Linked DNA regions of Mus musculus: all the other regions are linked to region 1. Evidence: chromatin contacts called from public Hi-C and promoter capture Hi-C data. All regions are on one chromosome and are shown on one strand. The core of a region is the stretch at or near the end of the contact, and the rest is flanking DNA. Distances in the headings are between cores, read along the strand shown.

Region 1 (3,038 bases), core at 320-2,819:
GCTTCAGTGCCCAAACTTTTGCTAGTGGCTTTTTCTTACAATCTGAAATCTTACTGTGGAAACTCTGGAACTCCTCAAATTTCCAAAGTATATAGAACTCACACTCTAAAATATAAGATGTTTTCTCTAGGTGTAAAATTACAGATTATGTACATTCTTCTTTATATTTATTTATATTTTCTAAATTTTTCTTCACTCTTAGCTTGTAAATGTTTTGCTTGTTATCAAGACAGGATTTCTCTGTGTAGCTCTGATGGTCCTGGAACTCGATCTGTAGACTTCTTATAAACCGTATATTGTGGCCTAGATATACTTGAAAACTTGAAATTTTTCGTCTATATTGTGAGCCAAATTACATAGTAGATTAATTAACTGACATGTTAGGAAATCTATTCTAGTTAAAGTCCAGCAGTTTTTATCACATCTCTGGATACATATAAGGTAATGTACTGTCTTAAAATTTTTTAACTATAGATCCTAGTTAAGAAAGAAAATGTATTTCAATGTCTTGTCAGGCCTGTAAACGCATGAAGGCCCAACCTTTGTTTCATATGCTTCCTTTTAAGTACCAAATGCAGAAAGAGCAATTCAATTGCATGACTCTCGGATAAAGACCCCAGACTTCTCACTTTCTGGTACACACAGGCACTCAGTTTAAAACCTTAGAACACAAAATTTAAGCTACGAGCTTCATAGCTTTGGTTTCCTGTATATGTTCTGAGATTCGTAGAACTTAACACTTCGGATCATAAGACTTAAAAATCACAGAAGAAACACTTCAAAGATTAACGCATCACTTCCTCTTCAATAGGCACAAAGAGGGGGAAAGGAAAAAAAAAAAAAAAAACCCGCCCCGAAGTACTGGTATTCACACAATGGAGTAAAACCCAGGCCACAGAAGAAGAGAACCTAAATCCTGTTGTGATTTAAATTGAAGTCAAAATTTAAAAGACACTCTAAACTCCCGTAAGGGTCCCGTAAGCATCATCTCATGCCTGCCAGCATTTCTTGCTTTTGATGCTACGCCCGCTACAGCGCACGCCAGTCTCAGAAACTCCGATTGTTTTGCCCACCACGAGCTTTAATCCTCGTAGCAGTAACGGGGCAGAGGCGAGGGAGACTATGAATGTTTCTAAAAGCAAGCTGTATTGTCTTATAAAACTGCAACCCTCGGCTTCGGCGCTCTGCAGCAGTCAGCCTCCCACCGCTAACCTGCGTGCTCCGGGTTCCTCCCCCGCAGGGCGGACAGCGCAGCTCCTCAGAGGCAGGCCGCGGGCAACGCCACGTACTCGGCTCGCCGCACACCTGGGGGAAGCGCCCGCAAGACGGAATCCGCGGGTGCCCGGTGCGGGGTGCGCGTCGCCGGGGAGTCGCGAACGCGCCTGGTGCGCACGGCCCTCGGGAGGGCGCGGACTCAGCAGCCAGCGGCCGAACAAGGCCCTGTCCGGCTCGCCTGCTCGCTCGCCCGCACCGCCGCCCTGCAGCGCTCTACCTGTCAGGCCGCCCGGCCAGGCCCTGACTCCGCTGCGCCGCCGCCGCCTTAGCCGTAGCCGGCTCCTCCCCCCCAAAACCGGGAGCGAGCACAAGCGCCCGGGCCGCCGGTCACGTGGGCGGGTCGCGTCACGTGACACCGGAGCGCCCCGCGCAGCGCGCGCCCTCTGTCTGCTCAGGTTCCCGCTCGGGTTTGGTTGTAGACCGGGCTGCTGGCGCAGCGCAGGGGCGCCGTAGTGGCTCCCGCGAGGACCGGAAGGCGAAGGCGTCCCAGGATGGCAGCAGAGCGTGGCCTTCCTCCCGCTCCGCCCATCCCAGGCCGCTGGTCTTCAGGACACGTGTCTCTGCCCGGTCCGAGGAAGGCCAGGACGCCTAGGTCAGGAGGGCAGAGGCAAGGCTGCTGAAAGCTCTCTCTCTGCCCAGAACTTTTCTTGTGTTAAGCGGGTACAACTGAGGTCCGGAAGGGAGCGGCCGCTTTGTGCTTTGTGCTTTGTGCGTCTATCAGAAGAAGCTTATCAGTTGTAAAGTCCCCTACCGCCCTAGGCTCTCCCATTTGGCACTAGAGACCAAAGTCTACACTTGGCACCCCAACATTCAAGCTATCTTGTTTAGACTCACCTTTCCCTTTTCAGGTCCCAGCGGTAAATACAAATCCCCTTTGTTTTCTGTTTACCACTAAGCAGATGCGGTCCAAAAACCTTTCTGTCAGCACATAGTAACTACAACGTGCTTCCCCCCTATAGAGAATTCTTGTTTCTCTTGAGTACTTTCGGTGGATTACATTTTTAAATATATATATATATACCTTAAATTGCTGTAGGCCTCTCAGGGTTTGTTCATTCTTTTGCCTTGATCTCAAATGTTCAGAATCACCATTTCCTTTCTCAAAGAAAAAACAGGAGGAAGAGGTTAAAAACAGATTTTACTTAGAAATTATTGCAATATAGAAATTGAGCCCTATTTTATACCCTAATGTTTCTTTCTGTTGTACTAGTCCCTGGGTAAAATCTGTTTTTACCAGTTTAATGACTCTGGCTCTGGTTTTTTTTTTTTTTTTCCTAACATTTCCCAAAATATTCATCGGTCTCTCATCTTTCAAAATTGAGGTCAGACACCATCTATTCTTCTTGCAGACTTAACATCTTCAGTTGTTGTAAAAGTTCATTGAGACAGCCTCAGCTACAACTACTCCTCTAGTTATAATACTACATACTCAAAACAGAAAATTCACAATGCAGGTAAATGTATTACTCTGCATCTAAGAGATTAAGTATCTATTGTTACCTGATCTCACATATTATGAACTCTTCATAACAGGGCTATATGGTCTTACTACAATAACTGAGAACTGACTAGACTCTCACTATCAGCCAATGGAAGAGCAACACCAAAAATATGGAAATTTGGTAGACTTGAGGGAGGATAGAAATGGAAAATTATGGGAACATAGGGAAGAAAGGAGTCCCTTACCACAGAGTCTTTCTGAAGCGTTTTGCAGCTGCAAATAGAGTACAATTAATGTTTGTGCTGAAGGTTGCCTACAGAGA
Region 2 (3,038 bases), core at 399-2,898, 1.8 Mb after region 1:
ACCATGGTCAGGATCATGCACTGAAAATAAGCATTGCCAAGGCAGATACGGCTTTTGCAGGATTGAAGATGGAGGAGTGTCTAGGCAGACACAAAATAGGATAAGGTGGCATTCATAACCTTAGTCATTTGACCTTCTTCTTCAGAAAGGAAGAGACAGTTTAAAGCTGCCTTAGGTTTGTAAGAAAATATGTCTTAGTTAGAGTTTCTATTACTTCAACAAAACACCATGACCAAAAAGCAAGTTGGGGAGGAAAAGGTTTAGTCTTGCAGTTTGTCACCGAAGGAAGTCAGGTCAGGGACTCAAGCAGGGCAGGAACCCGAAGGCAGGAACTGATGCAGGGGCTATATAGGGAGCTGCCTACTGGCCATCCACAATGGGCCCTCCCCTCTTGATCACTAGTTGAGAAAATGCCTTAAGCTGGATCTCATGGAGGCATCTCCTCAACTGAGCAGCCTTCCTCTCTGATGACTCCAGCTTGTGTCAAGATGACACAAAACCAGTCAGTACACTCTCCCTTGCAGAGAGGGACTGGCCATCAGTGTAATTTGGCCGATCTGATGGGTAAAAGGTGTTTTCCTCGTGCCACTTTTCATCTCATTTAAACGGGGCTCGGCATCTTCAAATGTTTATTGATAATTTGTGGAACTGTTTAAAAACCTGACTGCCTCAGAGGTTTCTCTTTCCGAATCCCTGACAAGGTGGTGGGAATAAGGCAAGTGTCTACTCTCCTGAATCTGTCAGTGTGAGTGTGTTCTGATTTCAGCTTTTCCCAAACTGCTGGCCTCAAAGTGTTTCCACTTCCGATTGTGGGCACAAAACTTGTGTCATGCAGTGTAATGCCTCTCGTTCTCTGGTCTCAGACCCAAGTGTAATCAGGGCACTAGCCTTTTTTTTTTTTTTTTTTTTTTTTGCAACAGGGTCTTGCTGTCTCTGAATGTAGCCTGGCTGGAACTCCCGGTTCAGCCTCCCAGGTTTTGCGAGAGCAGGTGCATTCCATCACGCCCTGCTTGGTTTTTCTTTTTCTTTTCCTAACACATTTGGCACTGCACGCCTCTGGAAGGAGGAAGTAAGGCACACAGAAGCTGTGGTACGCTACAAGGAATTCAAATTCGTCCTTCCGTTTCTCAGAGTAACATATCCGGAGTTTCCATTTGTAGCTTGTCCCTTAAGTATCCGGGCCTCCGTTCACATCAGTGAAGCCAGGCTGCAGGTATCTCACCAGACCTGGATTTCCAGTGTAGAGTAGAATGTAAACAGTGGAACAAAAGTCCTTAAAGTGACAAACTGGTGCTAACGTCTTTAAAGCAACATTTTCTTGAAAGTGTCTCTGGGGTGAACCTTTGCGCCAACCTGGCAGTATCCGCTCATGGTTTAATGGTTTCCTGTTAGAAACTTAAAAATAAAAATTGCTCAGCTCAGAAGTGTCTGGTCTTCCCTGTTTGCATCCACCGTCCCACGCTCCCCGGTGCTAGAGCCCAGTGGCCTTCCTGAAGTCTCTCCCCGAGGGCTCCGCCTCTCCTGCGCCTTGGCCCCTCCCCGGAGCTTGTCAGCCAATGGGATAGTCCTCATGAGGTTTGGGCACGCCCACCCAGGCGCCCAGCCTTATTCTGGCGCGCGACCCGCTCTGCTTTGCTCGCTCCCTCCGCTAACGCAGCTGTACAGCCAGGCCCGGATCTGCCATGGCGTCCCCAGCAGCGGGCGGGGTGGTGATCGTAGGCAGGTAAAGGTCTCAGTGGCGCCGTGCTGCAATGGCTGGCGCCCTGGCAGCGTCCCGAACGCGGGACCTCCCGCGGGCGGCCGTGGGTGCCTCGGGTGGGCATCAGGCTGTACCTCGCTCCTCCAGGCGCTTCGCACTTGGGCTCCGAAGCTAGTCTGGCAGTAGACTAGGTGGTGGCCGTGGCTTAGCCAAGCAGTAAGGAGAGCCTTAAATCGGTGCGGGGTCACTTTTGTCAGCGCAGGCCAGAGGTGCCTGGCATCATTGAATACTAGCAATGAACCTGCGAAAACTGTGTTCTTATGCTTTTGAGACGGAGGTCTTGTGTAGCTCATCCTGGCCTCAAAATTTCTAGGTTAGCTGAGGCTATCCTTGAACTCTTGATCCTCCTGCCAAATACCCCAGCGTGAAAGCAGCTTATTCTTATTAAGAACGCAGACAAGAGTTTTACCAAGATGATAGTAACTAACGGATAACTATTGGCCTGGGTTGGCAAGGAGGCTGGTTCGCATGCACCACTGGGCTAGGCTAAATCTCTCGAGGCAGAAACCTTGTCAGTCAAGGCACCCTGCTTTCCTGTGTGTATGTGTCCCAAGGCAGGAGGCTGAGTCACTTTAACAGCCCAAGTTCATCTGACACACCAATTTCTGTTCTCATGATTCCCCTTTCTCCTTATTGCTTCTTTTTTTAAAAAATAAGAACGCTTAGAATATCTTTCATTGCCTAGCTGTCTGAAAGTCTATCAACGTGTAGCAACACATAATAACTAGTATTGGTTGGTAGCTATTAAAGGAGTGGCTTCATGTCCCTGCTTATAGTTTTGGCTACTTGTTGTTCTGCCTGCAGACCAGTCCCAAGTTCAGGCTTTTTCCTTGAGAGTTCTTTGGAGGGAGGTGTCAGAATGCTGTTGCTATTTTCTCTCTTACAGAACTGCAGAATTAGCTGTACCTTTGTCCTTTCCCGTGGTTGCCTGTGGTTGAATGGTCAAGAAATATCAAAAGTGTGCACTTTGCTCCTGTGGTGAACTGTGCTGCCTCGCCTTCTGTGAGAGCCACTGGTGTCACGGGCTAGGTTTTTGCAGGTCTCCGTTGGGAAGTAGATCTCTGCCTGCACCTGACAGGTGTCATGTGGGATTTTGACTGGATTTTGCATTCGTCTGGCTGTGGGTGGTTCATAGACTCCCAAGGAGAGACTCAACAGTCAGTTATTTCTGAGCTCATGGACAGGGAACTAGAAGGGGGCCGGGACATCTTAAGGAGCACAAGATGACCTGAGCTATTGTTTTCTAATGTGGAAATTCTGTCTTCTGCTTACTCCCTCA
Region 3 (3,038 bases), core at 365-2,864, 1.8 Mb after region 1:
CAGGTGTAAATGTGTGCATGTGGAAACAGAGGTCATCCTCTTTAGGCACTGCCTGCCTTGTTTTTTGAGGTAAGATCTCCCCCTGGGAAGGAGGACCTGGGGCCAGATTCAGCCAAGCTAGCTAACCAGTGAGCAGCACAAATCCTCCTGCCTCCCCCAGCCACCACATTAGGTTAAGTGGGCGCTAGGGATCACTCAGGACCTTAGGCTTCTGCAGCAAACACTTTGCCAACTGAGCATCTCCACAGCCCCAGAATGTTGATCAATAGGTTCCCAAGGGATGGATGCTGAAGCTGCTGCTCCATCGATCACACTTTCAAATCATATACTCAAAAGCTCCCTCCTTACAAACTCTTCTGATCTCACTTTCGTTTATTCATAAGGTATTGAAACAATCAGCTTTTAGAACTAGACCTTTCTTCTGGCTTTTAACCAGATTTACACACACACACACCTGGGAGACAGACCAATAGTGGAATACACAAAATTTTAAAGATGTAGAAAGCAAGGCTAGGAAATAGTAAATGAATTATCCTTTACTAACAACTATGAATGGCTAAGAAATAATACAACTCAGTATTTCTATATTCTCCAAGGTGGTTCAAAAATAATTTGGGATGCTGTCACTTCAATATTGCCAGTGAAACTATTTTACATGGCAAAGTCCTTTTTATATACTTCTACCTTGATACAGTTCACACTCAAAATGCCTATTGTAGTTTCTCCAAAGTTACCAACCAGAGTTGAAGATAAAAAGGAAAAGTGGAATTTTAGGCTTTTGGGAAAACAGTAGTCAGATATCTTTTGTCTGTGCATCCTTAGATTCAACCAACTAGAAACTGAAAACATTTGGGAGAAATTTTTTATCTGAACTGAACATGCACAGGCTCCCCCCCCCCCCCCCCGCCCCCAGCCTCCCGAGCGTGCTTTTCATTATTCCCTGAACAATTAGGCATAACAATTAATTATAGAGCAATAAACAGTCTAAGATAACAAAAATGGGAAAATGGCTTATATACAATACAAATATACCATCGTATATATGTGAAAGAGCACCTGGGAACTTTGGTATCCAGGGAAACTGGGTGTCCTAGAATCAATTCCCAGAAGATATGTTTTTATCTTTATAAGACTGTGATTTATTCATTCTTTTCTGTACTTTTGCTTTTACTCCCGATTACTAGGTAATCAAAGCTTCACCGGATGCAAGTATTAGAAATGTTCGCTGTAACCTACTGTGAAACTCTAAAAGTTTCACTGCTGCCATGGCATCGCCAAGCCGTGTGACATTAGCCCGGGTAGCCGTGCCGGGTGGAGCGGGAAGTCCACCCCCTGAGAGGAGCACCATCCAAGTGTTGGCTACGGAAGCGCAGTCGCCAGGAGCCGGGCTTGGGCGCCGCCAGCCCGCCTGCCCTCGCGACCCCGCCGCCGCTCACGCACGGGGCAGGGAGAGGGCAGCAGGGAGGGTGGCCGCGAGGGGCCGGGCGCTTCTCCTACCTCGCGCCGAGGAGGAGCGGGCTGACCACGAGTGGGCCGAGGGAAGAAGCGACGCCTGATCCTAGGCAGGCCAGAGCGGGACGCCCAGCCGTTGCCAGGCGCGACTCCAAGGAAGCCGCTCCCACAGGCCTCCGCGCCGCGTGGGCGAGGCCGGAAGCTCGTGACCGGAAGTGCAGGGCTGCTGGGACCTGTGGTCCGCCAACAGCGGAGTGATTCTCGAGGCTGGCCCAATGTTTATGGTGGTCCAGGAGATGCTACAGGTGTAGGAGTAATCACAAGAAGGAAACCAAGGTCGAGTGAACCCCGAGGCAGCCATCCCCAAAGCTGGAGACCAGAGCAAGATGGCCCGGATGAATAGAATGTGTCCCAGAGCCACTACGCGGCTTGGGAACCTTGGAAGACTGTTTTCTGTGGAACATTGCGTAGAATTGTACGCGTCGTCCCATAAATTTGTCATATTAATCCTGTCTGGGTTCTCTCTAAATAAATTTAATCTGAAAATTAAAAAGTAAAGGTAATGTAATGCCAGCTATGATGACGCACATCTGCAATGGGAGTAGAGATGACGCTCAGGAGTACAAGACCAGCAGGGGACACCCTGTCTTAAAGACAAAATAATATTTCTTTCCGGAGCAAATGTTGGGCATGTTGACTTGAAGCCCGTTATAAAAAAACTGAAGTTTACTAACCTTTATTGTTCAGTTGTGTCAGAAAGTCATTGAATATGTAACATCCACCTTAGCCTCCCACGGATGGGGGTGGGGACAGATGTAGGGGACAAACTATTAGATTGGTCAGGTTCGGGCTACTTGGTGTGTTTTGAAGACTAAACCTCTTTATCTCTGATCCAGGTGTGTTGTATCAGCATTCAGAAGGTTACCTTGCAAGTGGGGTATATCGTACAGTAACTGACAGTATCTGGCAACTGTGTGTCAATAAGTAGTTGTTACGTTAATTAGTGAACATCATGGGGATATTTTAAGTTACTGCACTTCAATATAGAAAGAAAAAATACTGGAATCACAAGTTACTGCACTTCAAAAAAGAAAGATAAATACTAGAGTCAATCTTTTTCTTTTTCTTTTTTCTTTTTTCTTTTTTTTTTTTTGTTTGTTTGTTTGCTTGTCTTTTGAGACGGGGTTTCTCTGTGTAGCCCTGGATGTCCTGGAGCTCTCTGTACACCAGCCTAGCCTCAAACTCCTTGGTGCTGGGATTAAAGGTGTGTGCCACCATTGTCCAGCACTGAACTTTTTTTTTTTTTAAATGACTGTACATTCAGGGTACCCAGTCCTTGTCTGAGAAGAAGACATTATGTTTTTGTTAAAATAAAGGTTCATCAGGCAACATATTTTCTTATTTGTTCCCACACTAATTATCAAATAAACTGTCAACATATGTAATTAGTTACATATAAAGTGGGATGGGTAGCAGACAAGCCTGAGTCCCATGAAGTGGGTATGGAGTGAAAGAGTTCCATGTGTGAACATGAAGAACACTAAAGGAAAAACAGGTTTGAGGGAGAACACATCAGGTGTCAGATG
Region 4 (3,038 bases), core at 385-2,884, 1.7 Mb after region 1:
GGGCATCTGCCCAGGCCACTGTGGCCACGCTCCACATCCCCATGCTTCCCTTGGACATGCTCTTCTTTTGACACAACACCTGGATTGGGCCATCCTCAAAATCTTGCCCATTCTCCACAAGGCCTGAATGTCACTTTCTCCTTCAAAGGGGTGTTCTCTTCCTCCCTCAACTTCAGGCTACCTCACGCTGGAAACTTTGCTTCTCATCTGAGGTTCTATCCCCATATTAGTTTCCCCAGACACTCTCTCAGAGGGCGTGCCTCTTAGCTCTCGGCGCCCCAGCACTTCTAGATTACACTCCTACAGGCCTCCTGTAAAAAAGGGTCATGTGGCCTGGTTCTTCATGGTGTATCTGGCAGAGAATTGGTATTTATTGCATAACAAATACAGAAGCAGCATTTCTTCAAAGATCGTGACAGACCTTTGTAGAAACCAATCGCTCCCAATTTAGTTATACCATCTGCCTCTCCTAGCCCCTCCCTGAGCTCTAGGACCAGTAGACACCCGCCTTACCTGGCCTGCCCCCCGTGGTTCATCCCAGTAGTTCCACCCGGCCCCACCCATCACCTCCGTCCGCTCCTCAGACCCCGCCCCTCGGGCACTACACCATCTCCATAGCACCACCCGACCGTCTTGCCACTCCCCTCCCGCTCCAGCCGATCCCACCCGATCCCCCTCACGACCCCTTCCTTCAAGCACCGTCCACCTATACCGCTCCAGTGGCAGCCGGGCCCCGCCCAGGCCCCACCCGACCCCGCCCACCACGTGCTCCGCCCCGCCCCTCGGCCCCGCCCTCCAACGGACTCCACCCTGCCCCACCCACCTGTTCTGCAGGCCCCGCCCCTCCCCTCGGGCCCGCTCACCTGTACGCCCAGGGCGACACGCTGCGCAGGTTGGTGGGTGGCCGGAAGCGGCGGTCGGCGGCCCTGCCCCCGGCCGGGCAGCTGGCATTGCGCGCCTGCTCGCGCGGCCCGAGCTGCAGCGTGTGGTGGAAGGCGCTGAGCACGCCGGCCGCCAGCCGCCCGTACAGCTGCTCCAGGAGCTCCTCCGGCCGGTCCGCGCAGTCCCGCGGCCGCGCCGGGCGCCTCCCGGTCCTCAGCGCGCCCGCCGCGCGGCCCGGCGCCAGTGCCAGCAGGAAGCCGACCGCGAGCATCCAGACCTGCGGGACAGGCCGAGCTCAGCGTCGCGGGACCCGCCCGGCGCTCCGCACACCGTGAGGCCCTCCCCGAGCATGGGCGCCGCGCGGGCCGGCCCCCGAGCGCCGTCCCCGCCCGCCCGCCGCCCGCGCGGTCCCCGGGGCCCGGCCCGCCGCCGGCCCGCGCGCCCCCGGCCCCCGCCGCCGCCGCCGCCCAGAGCCGGAGCCCGCGCGGGGGGCGGGTGCGGGGCGCGCGTGCACGTGTGCGTGTGCCTGCCGGGCTGCTGCGCGGCGGGCTGCGAGTGCCTGTGAGACGCCTCTCCGGGCCGTCCCGCCGTCCTCCCCCCGTCCCTCTGCCCCAGCCCGGCCTCGGCCATGCCTCGCCGGTACCCCCGAGGGCGCTCACCAGTGTCCCCAACATCGCGTCGCCGTGATGCTTTCCAGACTTGTTAGGAGGGGGGCTGAAGGCTCTTCTGCGAAGTAAATAAGGGCGCCGCACACGCGGGGCGTGTGGCCTGCGGGCTGGGTGTCGCCCCTACAGAAGTGGACTGGCGGTCCGCCTGGCTGGAGGAGGAGGAGGTGGTGACTGGCCTCGACGCCTCGGCACGGACCAGTGGGGCCTCGGGGATGCAGTCGAGAGGCCGACTTTGGCTCAGAGGAAACGGATTTCTCTAGACATTGAAGCGGTCCAGGAGCTGGACAGGCCACTTGGAAATGAATGAACTCCAACCTAGAAGGACTCTCCTTCTTGCGACCACTTCCTCTTCTGGGATTTCATAGTTCGAAGAATTATACAAGAGATTAAAAAACAGTTATGTTCTGTTAGGCTAGAAGGAGGCTGTTTTCCCTTAAATACTCATAAAATGACTCCATGCCTCTTATTCAGCTAAGGGCCGAGTAATAAATACCCTCCCCCACCTGACACATGCTGTAAATGGGCATCTCTTGGTCTAGTTTTACAGTGTTGGAGAACTCAATCATGGTAATTAATTGTGTGAGCAGACATGTAAAATGAGCCTAAAGTTCTGTGAATAAATTAAGGGGAATCAGCTCAAATGAAGGACTCTATTGAATCTGAAGAGAGCTTGCTCACTTACTTGTTCATTATTTAAATGCCTTGCTTACCAGGCATCCAGCTAGTGAATATGATTACTTTTGAGCATTTACGCTTTGAGAATAAAGAGAAATGGCTGAGACTAGCTGAACGCTTTTTGAAAGTGTGCAAAATATTTTTTTGACTCCCTAAAACGGCTTGCAGCTTTGGGTTTTAACCAAGTTGTAAACCAGTGGTTAACTGCGTTTCAGTTCTGCTATGCAGAAAAACACTTGCCTTCAATGTTTTAAAACTGAAATACTTTGTAGCGGCTCTACCTTTAAAAGTCCCTTCAAACCTTACAGCTTAAAACATTTTACAATTCCTAGTAAACACATTTGGGTTTATGAAACACTTTGACTCGCACATAAATTGTTAACGTTGTCTCCTTCCTAGTAAAAAAACGGGAATAAAGACATCAGCACTCAAGTACTACTAATTTTCCATTTGAAAGGTACAGCGTAGGAGTATTTTCGAGGCGAGCTTGTCATTACCAGAGTTCCACGGAACTACTCACTGTGCTAATCAACAAAGTACCTTCCAGTGTCTGACCAGTTTGTGGAAGCCTCCAGTTACTGAAAACTTAAACTGAGTAGAGCATAAGATTCATTTGTGATTAAACAGGGGAGCAAAGGCTATAAATAGGTGCAGATTAAATAAAAAGTTCCCAGATCTGAGCATTTTATGAAGATACAAACATGTTAATAATTATTCCAGACTTGAGGCTGGGGAGATGTCTCGGTGGGTAAATGGGTTGTTGTGTTCTAGGGGTGGCCCAGGTTCTATGCCTGGGTCCCAAATAAAGGTGGG
Region 5 (3,038 bases), core at 305-2,804, 1.6 Mb after region 1:
TGGTGAAGTCCAGATTTATGTTTCAGTAATATGTGATATATTTTATATATATATATATGTGTGTGTGTGTGTGTGTGTGTGTGTGTGTATATATATTTTTTTTAAAGGGCCAAGCATTGTGGAATTGCCAGTCCTTTCTACTTCAAAGGTTAAAGCTGGAGACTCAACTTGGTCCCAACACAAAAAATAAATAAGAAAAAGAAAAACTCAGTTAGTTAGTTAGTCTGTTAGTTTGTTGTTTTTATGAGACAGAGTCTTCGTATGTAGTCCTGCTCTCCATAAACTTGTGTAGTCTAAACCTTAAGCTCACAGAGAATTACCTGTCTCCCCTGACCACTAGGGACCCAGGACCACATATTTCTATCTTAAGAGATCTTCCAAGGTATTCTCTCAGCACCATTACTAAATATAAAAGAAATAATTCCTTAATTAAAATGTGGGGGGCTGGTGAGATGGCTCAGTGGGTAAGAGCACCCGACTGCTCTTTCAAAGGTCCTGAGTTCAAATCCCAGCAACCACATGGTGGCTCACAACCATCTGTAATGGGATCGGGCTTCCTCTTCTGGAGTGTCTGAAGACAGCTACAGTGTACTTACATATAATAAATAATTATTAAAAAAAAATGTGATTTGAAAGCATCTTTTGGATCCAATTTGACTGAAAAACTTTTTCACTTCAATAAAGACTAGTTTGTCTTTGATACTAATTTTATGATCTGTGAGAAACATTTAATTACAATGTATACAGGCCAGCCAGAACTACATCAAGAAACTCTTGTTGAAAAAAAACCAAAAAGGTAGAGCTTTCTTGTGTCTTCAGACACTTTAATATTTAAAAATAGCATATAATTGAATACACGAAGATAATCATTGTGGCATACATACTTAAAAGGAATGGAAGCTTTAAAAAATTAGGTGCAAAATAGTTTGCTTTAAAACAGGTTTTTTTGAGTCTTATAAGTAGATGGTTTCTTCCTTTTCAATAGTTTTTTTTTCTTGATTGCCATTTTGATAAGTTACACTTGATTTGATCTATTTGGTTTAATAGAGTAGTCATTCGTTTAGAGAAATCGAAATCAAAATGAAGTATGGGTTTCTACAGACGAAACACTACTGTATGTAGAAATTGTGACAGTTCATTATCAAGCTGCTTTTTGAGTGGCGTCAGCATCTGAGCGGTGATTTAAAGCCCTTCAGCCAGATCAGGAAATCGATAAAGAGAGAACCGAACAGCAGGAACATAGTGAAGTTTGCCTGTCCCTGGGAAAGAAAAGATTACATGTGATTTAAGAATTGCCGAATCAAAGGGAGCATTAGTTTTGATTAAGGAAAACTGTGTGCCAGCTACCATGATAGATTGGTAAAATATGTGTTCATATACTGTGAATTCAACACTGAAAGCTCTGAAAGACTAATTGGTTTGAAAGGTTTAAGACTGACTCCAAAGTACCAAACAGCCAGACTACCGCAACCTAATTAAAACCTGGGTTGTAGAAGCCGGAAGCTGACTGGGCGGGACTAGACGCTCATTGGCTCCCACCGTCTGGTCTGCACCAGCGCAAACGCGGAGGTCCCCGCCAACCCTCACCCCACCCCCGCACTGTGACGACTGCGCATGCGTCAGTGGTGAGTGGCGGCCACGGAGTGTGGCGGCGGAGGGTCAAGGGATGTTTTGGGTGGGTTCCGAACCGGGTCCATACTGACCCTTGGAGACTTTCCCAGTAGGGGCCTCGTCTCTGCGGGGTCCTTCTTCTTGGACATCTTGAGCCGGAAACAAGTCCTTAGTGGTCCGGTCGGAATGGTGCCTGGGGAAGGGATATATATGCATGGACACGAGGAAGCCTTGAGCCTTAGCATGGGGTTTGGCTGGCCGGGCTGTTCATCCAAACTTACCTTGTTGTGTGTTTGTGGCTTGCTTTCTCTGTGCAAGTTTTATCTCAGGTCATGGTGGGATTTATTATTTTGAGATGGTCTCACTGTATAGCCAGGCTGGCCTCGAACTCAGACTCATTGATCCCTCATTTTTCCCGTGTCACCACACCCAACAATCTTTCTTTAAATAATAAACAGTATTTAGGAAGTGAAGGACTTCCCTCAGGCAGAGACTTGTATGAAAATGAAAGCACACGATTTTTATACACTCGAGATGCACAGGCAGACAGATCTCTGAGTTCAAGGCCAGCCTGGTCTACAGAGAATTTTCCTGGACAGCCAAGGCTACACAAAGAAATCCTATCATTCATTCATAGGTAGATAGATAGAGCAAGTTCTAGGACAGCCAAGGCAACACAACTGTCTTGAATCAATAAGATTACTTAGAGAATATCTGCCAGGCATTGTCATCTACAGAGTTCACGCTCAGGGAACAAACAAGTTGAGAACAATGTCATTTCTAGTGACTGTGGGTGCCTGTCTCTGAGCCGCAGGTTGAGCATACTTGACAGGTCATTCTATTCGCCTACTAGTACAGCTACCCTTCCTGCAGTTTACTAACGACTCTGGAAAGAAACTTTGTTTCATTCTCTTTCTGCTGGCTTAAACTCTCTTGACCTAAATATCTTGGAGAAGGTACTTAGATACTCTGACATACAGTATTGTTAGTTTTTTGTTGTTGCTTTCGTAGATCTGATGCATGGGAATAGAAGTTTGTTTTGATTTTGGGTTTTTTTTTTGGGGGGGGGGTTGGTTTTGTTTTTTTTTGTTTTTCCAGACAAGGTTTCTCTGTGTAGCCCTGGCTGTCCTGGAACTCACTCTGTAGACCAGGCTGGCCTCGAACTCAGAACTCCACCTGCCTCTGCCTCCTGAGTGCTGGGATTAAAGGCGTGCACCACCACGCCCGACTAGAACTAGAAGATTTTTATAGAAATGAAGAATCCCTGCTGCTGCTGCCGCTGCTGACCCTTTCCCCACGGTAGTCCCATCTTCCTGTAACCCCATTTCCATTTTTCCTATCAAGGCAAGGCCTTGACTTTATTTCCCATCAGGTTCTTCCCTGTTGCCCTTAGGTGCTGAGCCACATTTCTGACATAGAGCAATAGC
Region 6 (3,038 bases), core at 282-2,781, 1.6 Mb before region 1:
TAATCCCAGCAGTCCTCCTACATCAAGATAGAAACAAGAAAACAGCCCAGAAGCTCAAGAACCAAATAGGAGCAGGAACGATAACCTGAGTATTCAGTCCAATAGCAAAACCAAGAGAGACTCCACCTCCAAAAGGTTGAAGGTTACAGATCCGGAAAGGCTGTCCTCTGGCCTGCGCCTTCCAGACCTGCATGCATTCACACACACACACACACACACACACACACACACTAAACAATGGTTTAAAATACAGGTGAAATCAGTTCTATTTCATCCACCCAAAACCAAGCTTATCTTTCTGCTAAAAGGCACTTCCAACACCAACTCCACTAATACCAGCATCATCGACCTTTATGGGTTTTGGAGGAAAATTTATATAATAAGAAAGAACTTTCAAATAGACAAAGTTAAACACAGAGATATGCCATGAAGTACAATGAAGCTATATCCCAGACTTGTCTTTAGAAAGCTGCCCAACAGTGAAAAGATAAAAAAATAAAAAAACACTTTTAGAACCCACCTGGGGGTTCATATATCAGATGTTTATAATTCATAACAGTAGCACAATTAGTTGTGAAATAGCAACAAAATAATCTTATGGTTTGAGGTCACCGCATCGGGAGGAACTGTATTAAAGAGTCACAGCATTAGAAGGGTTGAAAAATCATTGTTTTAGGACAAAAATCTTTCCTCAGTCTTCCTGCCTTTTCCTCATTCATTATCAAGTGTCCAACACCACCAAGGGCAGAGTAGAAATAGCCAAGCAATTCTGATGACTTCGTAGGCTATGCAATAAACTACAAAGCACGACAGGAAATCTGATTTTTCTCAGTAGGGTTCTGTAGGTGCTTTCTGTTTTACCGCCGGTTCTTAAGCAACTCAGGCTAGTCTCAAAGTCAGTTCGGAGCCCAAAGGACTGTCTTTTGTACCCTCTTGCCTCTACCTATCAAGACTGTCTTACAAGAGCCACTATGCCTAGTTTAACAGGTTGTTTCAGAGCAGCCTGAAGTGGACAATTAAGGTGTGATGGAGTTTTCAAAGCAAGAGTGTCGTTACAAAGCCAAGGGCAAATGTGAACTCTGAAGCCAGAAGGAAAAGAATGGAGCTTGAGTAGAGGAAAGGCTGAGTTGCCGCTGGGTCAGCCGCTCCGGGGTGCGCTTATCCCGGCACAGTCCCTTTTCAGCCAGACGCGGAGCCCGCGCTGCCCAGACCCACGGCACGCTCACCCGGCGCTCCCCCAACAGGTTCCATAGGTGGCTCTGGGGCTTGACGTTGAAGGCGGCGCCCACCGGGGACCAGCTAGTACTGACGTCCCGGGCGCAGCTCCGGCCTGTGCGTCCCTGCAGAGCCGCCGCGGCTCCCCGGCCGCACAGCCGGCGGGCGTACCGTGCCCCGGCCGCCAGCAGCATCCTCCGGACCCCGGCTCTGCCAGGCTCGGGAAGCGCGCGCCCCGCGTTTCCAAGGCAGCAGCCCACGCCGCGGAACTCGCAGGGCAGACCCGGACTTGAGCACGCTAACAATCGTTAGGAAGAGCGTCGCCCTCCACGCCTTCTGAGCAGCTCCAGTTTCGTAGCGCCCTCGTGTGTCTGGAGGAAGAAACGTCCTGGATTTGAGTTTGACAGTGGTACTAGGGCACAGGGAGAAGGAAGTCGGGTCAGGCATTGGAACTTTTTACAGGTGCCAGGAATGAATGTGAGAACTCAAGATGCTTTCTTGATGCTTTCTTGATTCTCAGAGGAGACTCAATGGCGGCGCGTGAAAGGATCCAGAAGAAACCACAAGCAGTCGAAATCCAAGGCACCTGTCTTCTCCAAAAGTTGTTGAAGTCACTTCCATGTCTGCATGCCCACCAGCTATGGTTGTGTATAGCCATGTGAATTAACTATTGGAGAATTATCATCTATTTTGACTTTGGAAACTATTGATACGGTCTAAGGGTTTTGGAATGATATAGTCTAGGAGTCTTGGTCAGGTTTGTTGTTTCTGCCAGCCGAAGAATTAAAAGGCAGGAAAAATCTGAAGACCAGCATGGAGCAGCAGAGAAATCTTAAGCATCGTGGACAGAATTAGGAGTAGAAGGAAGGTGAGTGAGGTGTGTGTTTCCTGCAACAGGCACACAGAAAAAGACTCTCTGCAAAGGGGACTCAGAAAGCTGGAGAGAGAGAAAAAGAGGGAGAGAGAGAGAGAGAGACTCCTCTCAGGGGCTGGGTTTATTATTATTATTATTATTATTATTATTATTATTATTATTTTAAGCCTCTGCAGAGCCTTCTGCTCCTAATTTAGGGCTGGAGAGTTTGAAGAAATCTAGGGTGGTTGGTTGGCCCAGAACTGTTGTGTGACATGTCCTGACCCAGTCTTGACTTCATTGAGCAGGTCCATCAGCAATGGGGTCTGGTGGTGGGAGAGGAAAACGGTAGGTTGAGGAAGAAGCTGGGCATCTTGGAGATTCACCACCATCATCACCTAGCCATGGTCCCCCCCCCCCTTTCTCTCTGCCTGCCCACCAGGGAGTCGATCTAACTCCCAGTGTCTCATCACGATAGTCTAAAATCTAAATCAGTACAGACAGGACTAATGTGAAATGTCCTACTGCGAAAATGAAAGGAAGGCAGAGGCTGGGAGGGAGGGCATTGGGAAATTGTGGTCGAGTGCCCGGGAAAGTAGAAATGACAGTGCAGACTTGGGAAAGCTTGGGGAAGTCTTTCTACACCCCTAGCCTTCTCCAGAGGAAGGACAGCCACACCACCGTGGTTCAGGGTGTAGGGTCCTGCCGGAAGCAGAGCTTTCTTTTGAAGGTGCAGTCATCTCTCCTGCAGAAGGTGACGTGAGGGGTGGCAGTCATATCTGCTTTATAGACCTTGGTAGGGGAGAAATGAACATTTTGAAGGTTTTGTGTGTGTTTGACTGGTTTGCAGACAGGCTCTCACTCCGTGTTCCAGGCTGTAACTCACCATGTATCCCAGTCTGAGCTCAAACTGGCAGTCTTGCCTCAGCATCCTCCTGGGTGCTGGGATTCCAGGCAGGAGCCACCATGC
Region 7 (3,038 bases), core at 210-2,709, 1.5 Mb after region 1:
GGCTAGTACTGAAAGTTCTTTTATCTGCTGAGCCATTTGGCTGGCCCCTGTTCACACAAATCTCAACAGGAAAACCACCATTAACAGCACTTCAACTAATTTTGTCATCTGGTAATGAAATGAAAGACACTTTTATTTCTCAAGCAAAAAAAAAAAAATCTCATTAATTTACTTCTCAAAAATAGTAGAGAAGTCAAAAAAATCCAAACAAACAAACAAAAAACCGATTGGCCATGCCTTTAATCCCAGCACTGAGGAGGCAGAGGGCAGGTGGATCTTTGTGTTTGAGGCTGGCCTGGTCTACAGCGTGAATAGAAAAATCCTGTTAAAAACACAAGAAAAGGGGCTGGAAAGATGGCTCAGCGGTTAAGAGCACTGACTGCTCTTCTGAAGGTCCTGAGTTCAAATCCCAGCAACCACATCGAGGCTCACAACCATCCATAGTGAGATCTGATGCCCTCTTCTGTGGAGTCTGAAGTCAGCTACAGTGTATTTACATATAAAATAAATAAATAAAGGCACTGAGAGTGGGTGGGGTGAAGAGAAGAATTTACATTTGTTTCAATAGAAACAATAGTAATAGAGAGATAGCTTAGTGGTTAAAAGCACTGGCTGCAATTCCAGAGGACTCAGGTTCAGTTCCAGCACCCTTACAATCATCAGTAACTCCAGTTGCTGGGGATTTGACACTCTCACACAGACATACATGCACACAAAACAATGCACATAAAATAAAAAATAAATCATTTAAAAATTAATGCAATTCTATTTCGAAGACACAAAACCTCAAAGGGGCGGAGGGCAGACTTACAAATCTCTGGGAAAACCAGGAAGTCTACAGAAGGAACTCAAAAACGTGGATTTTCCCCAGAAAGCAGAACAGGCAGTCAACAAAACTCAGAAAATGGAGCTGTCAGGTCGAAACATACAAATACTTCAACTAGACCACCTTTTGAACATTGAACTAGCTGATGTCGGGATCACTTTCCTGGACGTAGACTTTGAAAAACAAAACCTTAAAGAACCGGAGAGAAGACAGCGCGTTGAAGTTACTGTAACGCACCTTTCCTCGCAGATTCTGTACTTAGCATTGCTATTATAAACTCCTGAAGTCCAAAGCTGGCGGCAGCTGAGCCCTTACTGACTTCAGGAAGCCAAGTGGTTAGGGAGAGGGTTTCAAAAATCAAGAAAACCAAGCATTTCGTCCACGGATGCCCTTTTCTCACAGCGGAATGAACCGCGGAGCGGGAGGCATGAATTCTGGGCGTAGACGCACCCTTAGGAGAGCGCTTCCAAGGCTAAGAGATCCTGCTCCACACCGGACAGCCTATGGGAGCGAGAGGAAGCTCCCGCACGGGCAGGACACCCAAACCTTAACCCGCAGCTAACGGGCTGCGCGGCTCCGGTCCAGGACCTCGCGGCCCGCACCCAGCAGGGAACCACGCATGCGCAGGCCCCAGACCCGCGCGGGATGCCCGGCCGCGGCTGACAGAGCCAACCGCTCGGCCTCGCCCGGTGCCGGCTGCCGCCGCCCTCCTCCCAGCGCCGCGACCGGGCTCACGCTTGTCTCCTTCCAGCTGCTCAGGAATCGGCGGTCCCGTCAGGCCGCTGGGGGCGCGACGCCGACGGCTGCTGCGACAGCCCGGGAGGCGCGAGAGGCGCCGGGGTCGCGGCGGCGATTGGCCGGCCGCGGCGCCTGCTCCCAGAATGCAGCGCATGGCGCGTCATTGAAGAGAGACCATGATGGCGGCGGCGCTGGGGCCCCCAGAAGTGATCGCTCAGCTGGAGAACGCGGCCAAAGTTCTGATGGTGAGGACGCCGGGTCCGGAGAAACGGGGGATTAGTGGGACTCCGGCTGGCTCTCCCTGGTCAGGCCTGCTGTCCGCTGGGTTGGTGGCCAGGAAGGGCCTTGGGATGAACCCTGAAGTGGAGGTGGTGGTGGCGTGGCGCAGGATTCTCCATCCTACTTTCCTCTTGCCTTGGTTCTTTACTTTCTAGTGCTGTCTCCTTCCCTGACCGCCTTGTTCCTCCGCCTGGCACTGGGGTGTAGTGGTGTAAGATGGAGAGTTTCCTGTGCCGCCAGCTTCGCTCCATACCTCGCTAGGCAGACTGGGTAGCAGAGCAAGGCACAGGGTGAACCCCGCAGGACTTGGGTTAGGGAACATTCTTGGGACTGTGTGCATGACGCTGGGGAGTTGATCCTGTTAGGAGAGGGATGGCATAGTCTGGGTGCTGTTAGCAACCCTCGTTCTCTTGTGGATCGGGTCCCCTAGCTCTTTGCCTGACATGCAGACTGTTCTGGGTAACCGCAGCAGGCGGCACGTGGACGGACCGGCCGGAGGGAGAGAGGCTAATCTTTAGGACCAAGGTCGTTGGGGCAAAACTTGGTTCAAGACCTACTCTTTGTGGGTTTCGCGTTTTGGAAAACTGACTCTGTGGCAGGTTCCCAGGTACTTATTAGCTGAAGTCTAACAACTACCACGAAATAGTTTGGTGAGGGTGTTTGAGCAGGACGAGTCGGTATTATAAACAGGATTTCACATAGGGAGCAAAAGTAAGGAGAAGGATACTGTTTCGTTACTTAGTAAACTGTGTGTCTTATGCTTGCTGGCTCAGCCTGATTTCTTTCTTTCGTTCTTTGTAAATTATGACGATTGCATTTGTAGGGTTTTTTGTTTTGTTTTTAAAATTAGATGTCCATTTTATTACTTGAAATGATTTAGACATTTTAACAACTAAATGCAGCTAGATTTCTTTTTTACCCTACTTTAAGGTTACTGTCAAGGATTCTGTTGGAGCATCCTATTTAAGGATATTTTAGTTAAGGCCTGGAGAGACTGCTCAGTAGTTAAGAGCACGTGTTGCTTTTCCAGAGGACCTGAGCAGGTTCCCAGGTCAGGTAGTCAGTAGTTACCAATTGTAACTCCATTAAGTTTTGTCTTCACATACAATATAAGATGCTTTGGCTTTTAGAAAGTGAGAAGAGGGCCTAGAGAGATGGCAGCTCAGGGATTAAGATCACTTGTTGCTTTAGCAGA

What was found. Promoter capture Hi-C pulls out the DNA fragments that hold promoters and counts their contacts. Hi-C and Micro-C count contacts between places; a contact is called where the count stands out from the background. Capture Hi-C pulls out chosen DNA fragments and counts their contacts.
Region 2: a promoter capture Hi-C map of liver shows a contact between it and region 1, with 4 times the contacts expected there. The contact joins the promoter of Cryl1 here to the promoter of Rcbtb1 in region 1. A contact is called at or near these places in 5 of 39 promoter capture datasets (3T3-L1-derived adipocytes, hippocampal neurons, liver and 2 more), 1 of 115 datasets of contacts at active chromatin or transcription factors (astrocytes) and 2 of 9 other capture datasets (adipose tissue and liver).
Region 3: a promoter capture Hi-C map of pre-B cells shows a contact between it and region 1, with 4 times the contacts expected there. The contact joins the promoter of Ift88 here to the promoter of Rcbtb1 in region 1. A contact is called at or near these places in 3 of 39 promoter capture datasets (hippocampal neurons, liver and pre-B cells), 2 of 115 datasets of contacts at active chromatin or transcription factors (astrocytes and embryonic forebrain) and 1 of 9 other capture datasets (adipose tissue).
Region 4: a promoter capture Hi-C map of hippocampal neurons shows a contact between it and region 1, with 7 times the contacts expected there. The contact joins the promoter of Il17d here to the promoter of Rcbtb1 in region 1. A contact is called at or near these places in 2 of 39 promoter capture datasets (hippocampal neurons and pre-B cells), 1 of 115 datasets of contacts at active chromatin or transcription factors (astrocytes) and 1 of 9 other capture datasets (adipose tissue).
Region 5: a promoter capture Hi-C map of pre-B cells shows a contact between it and region 1, with 3 times the contacts expected there. The contact joins the promoter of 1700039M10Rik here to the promoter of Rcbtb1 in region 1. A contact is called at or near these places in 5 of 39 promoter capture datasets (cranial neural crest, liver, pre-B cells and 1 more) and 1 of 9 other capture datasets (adipose tissue).
Region 6: a promoter capture Hi-C map of liver shows a contact between it and region 1, with 4 times the contacts expected there. The contact joins the promoter of Mipep here to the promoter of Rcbtb1 in region 1. A contact is called at or near these places in 3 of 39 promoter capture datasets (the 3T3-L1 cell line, liver and pre-B cells).
Region 7: a Hi-C map of B cells shows a contact between it and region 1, with 6 read pairs. The contact joins the promoter of Xpo4 here to the promoter of Rcbtb1 in region 1. A contact is called at or near these places in 4 of 39 promoter capture datasets (hippocampal neurons, liver and pre-B cells), 1 of 484 Hi-C or Micro-C datasets (B cells) and 4 of 115 datasets of contacts at active chromatin or transcription factors (acute myeloid leukemia, astrocytes, embryonic forebrain and 1 more).

Annotation. Positions count from the first base shown.
Region 1 is chr14:59,199,759-59,202,796 of GRCm38.p6, reverse strand. Rcbtb1 (regulator of chromosome condensation (RCC1) and BTB (POZ) domain containing protein 1) reads right to left here and starts at 1,569. Exons shown (of 12, transcript NM_027764.2): 1 at 1,213-1,569.
Region 2 is chr14:57,397,093-57,400,130 of GRCm38.p6, reverse strand. It overlaps Cryl1 (crystallin, lambda 1), which reads left to right and starts at 1,648. Exons shown (of 8, transcript NM_030004.3): 1 at 1,648-1,723. The coding sequence starts at 1,683.
Region 3 is chr14:57,422,647-57,425,684 of GRCm38.p6, reverse strand. It overlaps Ift88 (intraflagellar transport 88), which reads right to left and starts at 1,614. Exons shown (of 26, transcript NM_009376.2): 1 at 1,498-1,614.
Region 4 is chr14:57,523,425-57,526,462 of GRCm38.p6, reverse strand. Il17d (interleukin 17D) reads right to left here and starts at 1,634. Exons shown (of 3, transcript NM_145837.3): 1 at 1,542-1,634; 2 at 864-1,159. The coding sequence starts at 1,556.
Region 5 is chr14:57,570,130-57,573,167 of GRCm38.p6, reverse strand. It overlaps 1700039M10Rik (RIKEN cDNA 1700039M10 gene), which reads right to left and starts at 1,554. Exons shown (of 2, transcript NR_152103.1): 1 at 1,483-1,554; 2 at 800-1,259. Eef1akmt1 (EEF1A alpha lysine methyltransferase 1) reads left to right here and starts at 1,586. Exons shown (of 5, transcript NM_026526.3): 1 at 1,586-1,625.
Region 6 is chr14:60,783,059-60,786,096 of GRCm38.p6, reverse strand. Mipep (mitochondrial intermediate peptidase) reads right to left here and starts at 1,531. Exons shown (of 19, transcript NM_027436.3): 1 at 1,227-1,531. The coding sequence starts at 1,409. It overlaps Mipepos (a long non-coding RNA gene), which reads left to right and starts at 1,548. Exons shown (of 3, transcript XR_001781278.2): 1 at 1,548-1,624; 2 at 1,736-2,083.
Region 7 is chr14:57,663,659-57,666,696 of GRCm38.p6, reverse strand. Xpo4 (exportin 4) reads left to right here and starts at 1,459. Exons shown (of 23, transcript NM_020506.2): 1 at 1,459-1,809. The coding sequence starts at 1,741.